2 separate regions of the Zea mays genome follow, and region 1 is linked to region 2. The links are chromatin contacts, called in public Hi-C maps. All regions are on one chromosome and are shown on one strand. Each heading gives the region's core, a stretch centred on a gene start, on an enhancer-like site or on the middle of the called end of the contact. The rest is flanking DNA. Distances are from core to core; before and after follow the strand shown. Region 1 holds the start of LOC103632982 (protein trichome birefringence-like 4). Region 2 holds the start of LOC100280936 (protein capI).

What was found. Hi-C and Micro-C count contacts between places; a contact is called where the count stands out from the background.
Region 1: a Hi-C map of endosperm shows a contact between it and region 2, with 4 times the contacts expected there. The contact joins the promoter of LOC103632982 here to the promoter of LOC100280936 in region 2. A contact is called at or near these places in 15 of 25 Hi-C or Micro-C datasets (bundle sheath, ear, endosperm and 5 more) and 1 of 3 datasets of contacts at active chromatin or transcription factors (leaf).

What each region holds. Positions count from the first base shown.
Region 1 is chr7:142,207,319-142,213,528 of Zm-B73-REFERENCE-NAM-5.0, forward strand. LOC103632982 (protein trichome birefringence-like 4) reads right to left here and starts at 4,478. Exons shown (of 4, transcript XM_008654685.2): 1 at 4,019-4,478; 2 at 3,558-3,693; 3 at 1,331-1,398; 4 at 531-1,203. The coding sequence starts at 4,223. The coding sequence ends at 1,172. It overlaps LOC100193909, which reads left to right and starts at 4,742. Exons shown (of 7, transcript NM_001138981.1): 1 at 4,742-4,870; 2 at 5,005-5,800. The coding sequence starts at 5,727.
Region 2 is chr7:142,056,817-142,062,512 of Zm-B73-REFERENCE-NAM-5.0, forward strand. It overlaps LOC100280936 (protein capI), which reads right to left and starts at 2,744. Exons shown (of 1, transcript NM_001153856.2): 1 at 885-2,744. The coding sequence starts at 2,636. The coding sequence ends at 1,173.

The DNA of each region.
Region 1 (6,210 bases), core at 3,228-5,727, 150 kb after region 2:
TTTGTGGCGTAATTCTGATAGCAATGCAAAATCTAAGTCTTTGGTGGCTTGGAATAAATGCACATGACCGAAGAAAAAAGGTGGTCTGGGGGTCATCAACCTAAGAAGCCAGAACTCGTATCTCTGAATGAAATTTCTTGACAAGCTCTACAACAGGAAACAAATCCCTTGGGTTAACCTGGTTTGGAATACCTACTACTCTGACGACAAGACCCCTCATGCATCCAAGTTCATGGGCTCATTTTGGTGGAGAGACGTCCTTAAACTTTGTGATCTCTTCAGAGGAATCTCCAACTGTAAGGTTGGAGATGGTAAAACTGTTCTATTTTGGCATGATTTATGGAATGACAACATTCGTAGAAACAAGTATCCAAGGCTTTTCACCTTCGCAAAAAATTAAAGCATTTCGGTTGCTTCCTTTTTGACTCGGGGGAACTTGACAGACAATTTCCACTTACCCCTTACTGAGCAAGCAAACACCGAGCTGCAACAACTCCTGGATGAAGTGCAGCAAATTCGAGAATCAGTGATTGAACCAGAAGAGAAAGACTCTTGGAGTTATATTTGGGGGAATAGCACCTACTCATCAACTAAACTTTACCACTACACTTTCAAAAATGTGAATCCTCCAAAACCATTTCTTTGGATCTGGGAGTCCAGATGTTCAAACAAGCTTAAAGTCTTCACCTGGCTGCTGTTGATGGATAGGCTGAACACCAGAAACATCCTAAAGAGAAAGAACTTTAAGGTTCAAGGCGACAACTACAACTGTGCTCTTTGTCAACTTCAAAGAGAAGAAACTGCCTTCCATTTGTTCTTCAATTGCCCTTTCAGCCAAGACTGTTGGAGACATCTGAATATTCAGTGGAACCACCAGTTTGACTTCTTTGCAACCTTTCAACAAGCCAGTGACTTCCACGGTTCACCATTCTTTATGGAGGTCTTTATCATAGCAGCTTGGCAAATCTGGAAGCAAAGAAACAATTTTGTCTTTGACAGGGGACGACCATCTTTCATTGGCTGGAAAAAAGAATTCCGCGCTGAAGCTCTTCTGCAAGCTAACCGCTTTTCTGAAGAGAAATCAACTCTTTTCTCCTCGCTTGTAAATTCCTATAGATAGCAGATGGTTCTTTTCCCTGTGCTTTAGTTAGTTTCCGCCTTCTTCTTTATATTAATAAATATCTACCACAGCAGGGGCTTCCCCTGTTGTACATTTTCAAAAAAAAATTAGGAACTCTTGATCCAGTTCTTTTTTTACCCATAAGAGTTATGATCATGTCCTTATGTCTAAGAGGAGCAACATGCAAATACAACCTAAGATAAAGTTTACCTCGACAGCCTGTGTTGTGACGAGCTCTCACTGGAGCAGCACGTGGAGATGGGCATGAGCAGACCTTCCTGACAATATAATGGCAAAAATAAGCAAAAAAATAATAACACAAACAAAGCAGCAAGGTTTATCGTAAACACACATGAACATGAAAAATAGCAGTTAGGTGTGCATAATCATGTTTTCAAAAAAGTATGTTACAGAGAATTTTCAAATTTGACTATGTTTTCAAATTTCATTTATGGCCACCCTGAACTATATAAAGGTGATGTTCAACACTGCTATTCTCTTTAAGAGTTTTCATAGCAATGCCAAACTAAGACGACACAAACAACTATACAAAGATGACACTTTATTTATTGAAAAATCTTTCCATTTTAAACAAGCTAGCAGTCTAGCACACATGAACTGCAACATAGCCATTCAGCTCATTCCAGTCATTTTATCATGGATGTCCATGTCAAGGATCACTATTCATGGTGGTGTACAGACTAAAATTGAGTTAGGCATTACTGTATTGATCTTGCGGCAATTGAGGGGCTAAACAATTACCAAATGCAGGGTAGGGAAATATAGGGAATACATCAAAACAACTAAATTGAGTGTCTGCACTAAACTGAGTTTCTGCACTAAACTGTGGTCATAAGCTATGTATCAAAAGAGCAAGTTTCTAGACTCAACCGAGTTAGGCTGACGCAAACATCATTATGGCGTGGTCAAATCAATAGAAGTTTACACTTTATTATTACTTAGTACTCCCTCTATTCATCAATATTTGTCCATAGAACAGCACACATGCTAAATGTTTCTTGTATTCAATTTGTAAATCTAAATTTTGATAGGCAATGCAGGGGCTTTATTTTGTCTAGTAATTTATGCAGAAAAACAGTTTAAAGGAATTGGAGGAGTCAAATGCAGAAATCTGACATGGCAATCAACTCAATCCAGCAATTGGAGCAAGTTCTGCATTGCTGGATCTGTGTAAAAATGTATCGCTAAAGCAAAATTAGAGCAATAGAGCAAATATTTGTGAAGTGCATGAAAATTCATGATAGTTGTTTTAGTGTCGTGCGTGAATAGGCTCAAAACAGTCCTTCACTCATGAGAGCAGCAACTCGAATCAAACAAAATGCAAGCTAACTACCTAGCACAAGTGGCAGCAAAAATCTCTACACAAGGGTCTCCATTGCCTTACACTGTGGCTTACAAATGAGTACTATTTCACAAACTCAAAGAGTAAAGACTTTCCCTACGTGGAGAACCCGGAAGACCACAAACTCTATCGTTATGCCTTGTTCTCAGATAATGTATTGGCGACTGCAGTTGTTAACTCAACCCTTGTCTATGCTAAGGTATACCACTTGGCCTCGGAAAGATATTAAGTTGCCGATTAAGTGTTCAGTTAATTATTGTGAATGAAGACGCCACCTTCTTTTATGTTGAATATTCTAATCGATTTAATCATTTTTTACTACTAACCTTTCGATGCTATATTTAATGCATAAACCAAAAAACCATGTATTCACATTGTGACAAATAGGCTTAACTATGTTGCAATGAAAATGTGGTTCCTGGCTAATCCATTGGGTAAAGCTGCTATTTAGATTAAGAACATTGAAGACTTTACATGGTTAAATTCAATGTTGCAATGAAAATGTGGTTCCTGGCTAATCCATTGGGTAAAGCTGCTATTTAGATTAAGAACATTGAAGACTTTACATGGTTAAATTCAAGCTACAGTCAAGTTCTGAAGCAGTTGGAAACCCAGTGTATGATTGATTACTACTTCAGAACTGGGCATGCTAGGCATGATGTAAATCCCAAGTTTTGGAACCCCAAGTAACTGCCAATTCTCAACCATCTAAGATTCTATCTCCAAGAGATCTTCCTAAAGCTTAACAAGGTGTTATTTCTAGACGATGATGCTGTGGTGCAGCGAGACATAAGTGTGCTTTGGTTGGTAGATCTCGAAGGCAAGGTTAACGGTGCTGTCGAGACATGTAGACAGGCATCCCATAGGTTTGATAAGTAATTCAACTTCTCAAACCCTCCTTTTGCGAATCAGGAACAAAACCAGTCTCTTCTCAGCCTCTCCAACATACCAGTTTGGTTCAATCTAACATAAGCAACACAAATAACAGAACTATAAAAAAAGCAGCAATGTAGAACTGCTTTTGTCACACGCCAATAACTAAAACGTGTAGTTGTTGCAGTAAACTTTTCTCACCTTGGGATTCTACATCCGCTGGGTTGCCACTGGAGCCTCACGTAAGCTTTGTCAGGCAGGTCGTTGAGGTGGCAGTTGAAGGACTCATCGATGTGAGGGCATGATCCCGTAGGATACAGAGGGATCATGAGTACACCTGTGAAAACATCAGACATGCCACAAAATGATTAAAAGAAAGCATTGAACCCCTACAATGTTAGTTCAAAATTGATTTGAAATGAAGTTACAACAGAAGGCATCAGGAGTATCCACTCTAATTCTCCACCATCACAACCCAAACACAAAACTGATCTATGCAACCACTCGCAGGCACAACTCAATCTGGGAGCCACCACAGCCAAGCATTGCACATAAGGCCGAAACATTTCTGTCTCCCGCCTGCTCGAGAGGCCGAGATCAACATCCCAACCACAATGCAGGATCCATGGATAGGACGAAGCAAGATACGGTTCGTCACTCACCTGCTTCGTAGGACGCGGTAGCCGTTGCAGCTCCTCCGCATCTTCGCTCTCCTTCGGCTGGAGTTTCGGGACGAGAGACTTCGCGGCGATGCGCGCGATGGGCGTAGACGGCGTCGTCGCTGCTGCTCGGCGGGGGAGAGGATGCCCTAGGGTCGACATCGCGAGAGGGCCGGCGGGCGCGAAGGGGGGCATTTGCGACGGGCATGCGTATCCGGGAATCACACGACTACGCGAGTGGGACTGTCTCCGTGGATGCGGACCCGAGAAATAGCGAGCGGGGCAGGTGCCAGACGCCGGCTGGGGGTGATGACAATCTTGAGCCGAGGGGAGGCGCGACGGAAGTCTCGGGAGGGGGACGGGCACGGTTCTGCGGGCTGGGTTGTCTCGACAGGACGGGAGAAGACCAGGTCGTGAGCGCGGTCGGAGGCGGAGGGGCGACGACGGCAATCTGGCGAGGGAGACGTGGGCGGGAAACGGGGGCGGGAGCACGGAGCCGAGGTGTGGTACTAGATAAGCTTGATTACAGGTCCTGAATACGCCGGGCCTGATCCAGGCCCACTTCCCTGCGAAACCTTTGGATTTTCAGAGGACTCGAAACTTGGGGAGCTAGCTAACGTTTTTGGTAGGCCTAGTAGCGCAATGCGGGCTTCGAATTCCCCGAGGCGGCCCATAATGCTGGCTGGGTCGTCCTGACCAATTGATGGTTCTGCTTCTGCTTTACCACTCAATCTTGTTGAGAGTCGCCGGCGCCGGCGATTCCTCCTCCACCGATTCGCCCGGCGGGAGTCTCCGCAGGGCTCACCGGGACCGCGGGTCCACGATGGCCGCCAACTTCTGGACGTCGTCGCACTGGTAAGCCTCCCCCGGCCTCGTCGCCCCCCTCCTCCCCGTTCGCGCCTCTCGATTTGGTGGCTCCGCGGACCGCGGTAAGCTCAGCGGCTGATTAGGGCGGTGTCGCCCCTGGCTGCTGTTGCTGGGATGTGCAGCAAGCAGCTGCTGGACCCCGAGGACGTGGACCTGGTGCCGGCGGCGGACCGGGAGCGAGGCATCACGCCGGAAGAGTTCCGCCTCATCAAGATCCATATGTCGTTCCGTGAGCTCCTATCCTCGCTAGTCTTTTCCTGACACCTTGCATTATCATTTCCCGATGTGAATCAGCTTTAGATTCTACACTGCTTCTGTATTGTGCACTAAAAAAGATCATACCAAACTCTGAGCTGTTAGATGTTGGAACTGCTAATCTTTTATGATATTAGACGCATCAAATGCAGACTGATCTGATGTTCAAACGATTGCTGGTTTTCCACGACTGTGACAAGTAACTTGTGTATATGTAGTTAGACCCACGAGCATCCTGCTATGTGCCTTTATATCATGGGTTTTTATGTGACGCTAAGATCAAACGTCTGCCTGCCATTTCAGTTGAGAAAGAAAGAAAAATACGATGTTTTTCTTGTTTTCACCCTACTGATTTCAAACAAACAAGTTCATAGTCCTTGGTTGTGTTATTGTGCCTTTTTGCAATCCTTGCTTTTATTAATTCAGTGCAGTCTTAATTCATAGTATTAGTGTATCGCTAAATTAGACTCCATGTTTTTAAGGAAACCAAACACATAGTTCATTTTCATACATTTACATCCATCACAGTATCTCACATTTTCACATTATTGATGTCCATTTTGCATTAGGACACCTGGTGTATTTTTGAATGCCTTATCAATACAAGCATTTGATGATTTCAGATATCTGGAGGCTAGCACAGCAGGTTAAAGTTAGGCAAAGGTTAGGCCTTGTTTGCATAACCTGATTTATTTGCTTCTTTTGTGATGCTAAAAGGAACGTGTTTGCTATCTTGATTACTTACTATATTTTGCACTTCGCATGTTTCCTTCTACATCTTGTAACTTATATAGATGGTAAAAGAATTAGAGATCACATCATATAGGTTGTTGGTTTATTAACTGAAAATCAGCACACAGAGATATTTAGTTGGTGTTTGGCGAGTGGAAAATGATGACTGTGGATGGGATATGAGGAATCGGTTATATCTAAACCCCAAATTTGCATAGCGTGAAAGGGATGTGCTGTAGAATCGTGAATGGGAAATGAGGAGCTTTTATCCACCGATCTAAAGAGGCGAGGGAGGTGGGTTTTGGGTGGGGCCCTTTTAATCTTATACAGTAGATTCACAA
Region 2 (5,696 bases), core at 1,494-3,993:
GACAGATATGCTGGCAGCGGGGAATTAATTGGCTTTAGAAGGGATCCAAAAGAATCCAATGTTTTTAGATCACTACTGCTGCAGAAACGCACAACTCCATGTTTCTTTTTTTTATCCTGTGTCACAATCAACTCTCCGCTATCATGTATATGATGATTTCCGCTCACCATCAGAGGGAAAAAAGGAGAAGGAAAACGATTGCCGTTTCAGAAACTTTGATGCAAGAAGAAGCAGAAGAGAAGGCATGTGGACTGTTGCTGAAGCTTTGCGCTGCAAATGTAAAAAGTAGTCTCATGACACGGTGCCGACATTCCATTTGGCGCCTAAAATACTAGCATCCCAGCTGGCAGACACAGACACGCTTCTACTGCTACTTACCTCGCCACTCAAGTCTGGAAGCAGCGGACTGGAGTGGACTGGACTGGCTCTGCGTCTGCGGCCAGCAAACGACAGGCTTGTACCGATGCGCCCATTAAAGATGCTAAAAGGAGTAGAGCTGAAAGTATCGTAGCCAACAGGCTTCATTACTCGACGACACACTGACACGCAAATAAAACATTTCATTGCTAGCCACACACGAACACGCGCTGTCGAAGAACCAGACCGAAATGTGGCAGCAGGGCCCCCCAATACGTGCGAGTCTGTTCGGATACTGGCTCTGGATGGGGGAAGGGTTCCGGATCCAGAAACGCAGCGTACGAGTAGAGCTGAAAGTATCGTAGCCGCGGTGCACGGTTTTGCTTTTGGCGTCCACCCGTTCCGGCATAGAATCTTGACGTACATGGTTTTTCAGATCACGAGATGGTGAAACAAGAACAGAACAAGAGAACAATTTGACTGGTAGGGTAGGGAGCTAGAGGGGGGGAGCCAGTGACTTGATCTTTCTTCAATCTGTCCTCACTCCTCCTCTGTTTGATCTTTTTTTTATATATCTACGTACCAATATGAATGCAACAGTTATTTGCATCATTATTCCTTCCTACTAAGCACTATCAGCATAAGGAGGAGGAGCAAGTATGTAGCGAGGGCTTGAACAATACATGGTTACAGACAAAAAGAAAAGAAAAAGGCCTCCGAGAACTAGCTAGAGAATACACACTTGGTGACTGTGCTTGGCGGTGGCGGTGCTCTGTTTCTGTGTGCCCGTGTGTGCTTGATCGATGAACGTACGATCACGACGACGCCGACATGGCTTTGTTCTTCTTCTTCTTCTTCGCGGGCTTGTCGTCGTCGGCGGCGGCGGGCTTGGCGATCTTGGCGTCGAGCTTATAGTAGCTGACGAACCAGTCGACGAAGTGGCGGAGGCCGGCCTCGAGGGAGGTGGTAGGGCGGTAGCCGAAGTCGTGCGCGGCGTGGCTGACGTTGGCGTGGGTGAAAGGCACGTCGCCGTTGCTGGGCATGGTGACGACGCGCTTGTTGGCCTTCCTGCCCAGCAGCTTCTCGAGGATGGCCACCATCCGGGTGACGGGCACGGGGGAGGTGTTGCCGAGGTTGTAGACGCGGAGCGGCGCTGGCCCGCTTTTTCTGCCGGACCTGGAGCCGGTGCTCTTGCCGGCGGTGTCGAGCGCGCCGAGGCAGCCCTTGACGACGTCGTCGATGTAGGTGAAGTCGCGGCGCGCGTCGGAGCCGTCGGCGGCGCGGAACAGCGTGACGGGCTCGCCGGCCACGATGCTGCGGGCGAAGAAGAAGTAGGCCATGTCGGGGCGGCCCCACGGCCCGTACACGGTGAAGAAGCGGAGGCCGGTGATGGAGAGCCCGTAGATGTGGTTGTAGGCGTGCGCGATGGCCTCGCCGGCCTTCTTGGTGGCCGCGTACAGCGACGCCGGGCGGTCGGTGCGGTGGTCCTCGGAGAAGGGCGCGTCGGTGTTGAGCCCGTACACGGACGAGGACGAGGCCCAGACGACCGCCGGCTGCGGGTCGGCGTGCTTGGCCGCCACCTCCAAGACGCTGACGAGCCCGGCCACGTTGGACGCCACGTACGTCTGCGGCGCCTCCATGGCGTACCGCACCCCGGCCTGCGCGGCCAGGTGCAGCACGTGCGTGAACGCCGCCACGTCGAAGAGCCTCTCCAGCAGCGGGGCGTCGTTGATGTCGGCGTCGAGCACCAGGACGCCGCGGCTGGCCAGCAGCGCCTGGCGCGCGCGCTTCAGCGACGGGTCGTAGTAGGAGTTGAAGTTGTCGAGGCCCAGGACGCCGTCGCCGCGGGCCCTCAGCGCGAGCGAGCAGTGCGTGCCCACGAAGCCCGCGGCGCCGGTGACCAGCACGGAGATGCCCCCGTCCCGGCTCGGCCTGGCGCTCCGCCGCACCTCCTTCTCCCACGCGGCGCCCCCGTACGACGCCGAGGACATGAGCAGGCTGCGGTGCGAGGCGGAGGAGCGCGCGCCGTCGTCGGCGCCGCCGCCGCCGCCGGCGGAGAGGTGGAAGGAGCGCGAGAGGAGGGACGGGTAGTGCAGCGTGAAGAGGAAGACGAGCGCGAGCGTGGCCAGCACGGTGGCGCGGAAGAGCAGGTGCGACGACGCGGACACGAGCTTGGCGCTGGTCGCCCGGCGCAGCAGCAGCGCGCCCCCGCTGGCGTACCGCTCCAGCTTCATCCCCTTGGCGGCCGCGTCCACCGCGGTGATCCCCGACGACGGCATTGTGGCTGCCTGGGGCTCTGCTCTTCGTCGTCCTCGCGTTCCGGGCCTCGAGGGAGAGCTGGAGCTAGACGGACGGAGACAGCTAGGCTCGAAGCAAGCAGGCTAGCTGAGGAGGGAGTGAGAAGAGCAAGCGTGTGGATATAAAGGGCCACGGGGGAAGAGAGGGAGTGAAACGCAGCAGGGGAGCAAGCAAAAGGAGAAGGGCCCACGCGGGGCGAGTGGTTTTTGGTTTCGGTTGGAGGCCACTCGTCGTCCGGTGCGTGCGTGCTTGTGATTTTGGGATCCTCACCTCCCTGCCTAATTTGGTGCGTGCTGTCATTTGGTAAACGAAGAGGTACGTAGTGTTTTCGGTAGGATCGCATCGGATCGGAGTTCATTCGCCCATGGCAGGCCACACTGTGGCAGTGTGAAACGTGTGCGCGGACCTTTGTGCTGTGGGCGAGTCAATGGCTGGCCGATGGATGGATTGGCCAGACTTCACTACTACTACTATTTTAGCATTGAGCGCCGCACTGTGCAAATGTGTGTGATGGACTGGATAGATACTCCCTCTGTCTCGTTTTAGTTGTCGCTGAATAGTGCAAAATTGAACTATCCAGCGACAACTAAAAAGAAACGGAGAGAGTAAATATATAGACCTCTCATCGTAAGAATACTGTCTCATTTAGTTCACAATTAAGTGCATGTGTTTTTGCTAAAAACAGGTGGCAGATATATGCCCGATCGAATTGAAGAATCTTATAGAGTTAACTATGAAACAAGCTAAAAGATATTCCCTCCGATTTCCTATTAGTTTTCGTTTTGGATAAGGTTCGAGTCAAACTTATAAAATTTTGACTACAAATAATTATTTTGTTATTTAGTTTTGGAACCTAATATTTATATGCGCCAATTTGTTATAAAAAGTACTTTTATAAAAGTATAAATGTATTAAGAGTTCATTTGTATTTTAACAAAAAACATTGGTCAAATTTATATTTTGGAGACCGTGTCGTTGTCCTAAACGACAACTAATAGGAAACCGGAGGAAGTACATTACAACGACTCTGTTGTTGATCTGTATTGAGATCACGTGGCACTGAATGAAAACCACATAGACTTATGGTTGGGGCTTGGAAGATCGATCGTTGTCATAAAGCATGTGACGTGCTCTCGGTCCATCGCCGGCACATTACATGGGCCCAGCCCGCCAGGGGCGCATTGATGCCTCTTTTTGTGTACGGGTAAAGCGTCGGTCCGACGGTCCGTTTGGAAATGGAGGGATGGAGCGTAGACGAAAAGGCCATATATAGGACGGTGACGATCTTGCTTGGCTTTGGCAAGGCTAGCTGGAAGAACGCTGCCTGCCTGCCTGCCTTGGTAAGGTTTCATGTATAATCGTTGTGTCCGCAGAGAGACCGGAGAGGACAACGAAAGCAGACGCGCGCGGAGCCGGAGACGGAGAGGCAAGGACGATGTGTGAGATCCGCCCAGCACGGCGGCGGTGCCTGTGTGCGGCGACCAAACAGCCACGGCCGGTAGTCAGCCGCCGCGCGCTGTGATTCGTCGGCACTTGCGCGCAGCAAACGGTCCCGCGGCTCTTGGTCCTGCTCCTGCGTGCCGTATGGTCTGACGCGCGGTTCCGTTCGCTGTGCGGACGGGCCGGGTCGGAGCCAGTGTAGTGCCTGCTTCGCCCGGCCGGCTCTCTCTCCCGTTTGACTGAAGACCACACCGCGTACGTAACGTACCGGTATGGTACGGATCGGAACAGGGGAAGTAGCACGGCAGCGTGTGTACGTACACGGGTTGGAAGGAATGCTAAACGCAAAAATGTACACGTCCACGTCCACGCGAACAAGGGAACCGCTGCTCGCAGCCCGGCACGATCCGATCCGATCCGATCCCTGGACCACCCCCGTGGCCATCAGCCCAGCAGCAGGAAGTCAACCAATCCCGGATCACCGATCATATATATATGTGTGTGCCTGACGTACAGCGAGAAGCGGGTCGTGTCGGCGCCGCTCGGGTGCACGCACGAAATAAATTCCCTGCGGGCATCCTCGCCCTCGCCTAGCATGCAAGCGCGAGCGGCGTAGTAGATGTGATGGCGCCGCGCCGCGCCGCGCGAAGCCACACGCACCACACCACGTGAGGTGAGGGGGCACTCGCAACTTGGATACCCAGCCAGCATGGGCTGCTGATCGACCGATGGTGCGCAGCATGGCGCGAGCGGCTCGCTGCCCACCTCCTCACCGGAATCACGCACGCACGGGCACGGGCATTCATAGCTCATCGCCATTTGCATGCGATGCGGCATGGAAGAAAGGAGCTAGCTAGCGTGATGACCTCAACGAGCCAATCGGATGTAATGTGAAGCCAGCAATCGCGCGCCCGGCGGGAGTACTAGCTAGTAGCTAGCACGCTAGTACTCCGACGCCGACCATTAAATGTGGGCCTTATCTGTCAGTGATGTGAAGGCCAGGTCTCCAGCCGGACCCACGACGCGTATAGACATAGTACAGTACAAGATTGACGTACGTAGTCTGCACTGTCGTCGCCTCCTTTTCCGCATGGGAACAACAAGGGGCGGGCGGCCGCCTGCGTGCGCATCCCGATCCCAACAGCGAGCATCGCTGGCTAGGTGTCTGTACGGTCCGCAGGGGTGTCGGTGGCCGAGAGCGACGCCCAGCCAAAGCCGACGAACCGCCCGTCGCCCGACGCAGTCATATATGCAGCATGAATGCATGCAGGCGTTGCCATTGGCCAGTGTGGCAGTGTCCAGTGGTTACGCTTAGCGAAGAGCTTGAGCTTGTGATGGCATGTACAATGAGTATCTTAGAGTGTGTCTATGAGGGTGAATGTAAAAAAAAACTCAAGACATGTATTTTGACGAAGACACAGTGTCTTAGCTCTATGTTCGAGACATAAGACTAGCTGATTGGTCCCTTTAATTTATTGAATGCTCTGATTGGTACAATGAATATGCTAAGACACATGTTTTAGATATGACCATTGTATTATATTGTGTTTTAGTTGTGTCTTGTACTTAGAGTACCATGCAGCAATGTCTAGGTTGTACAT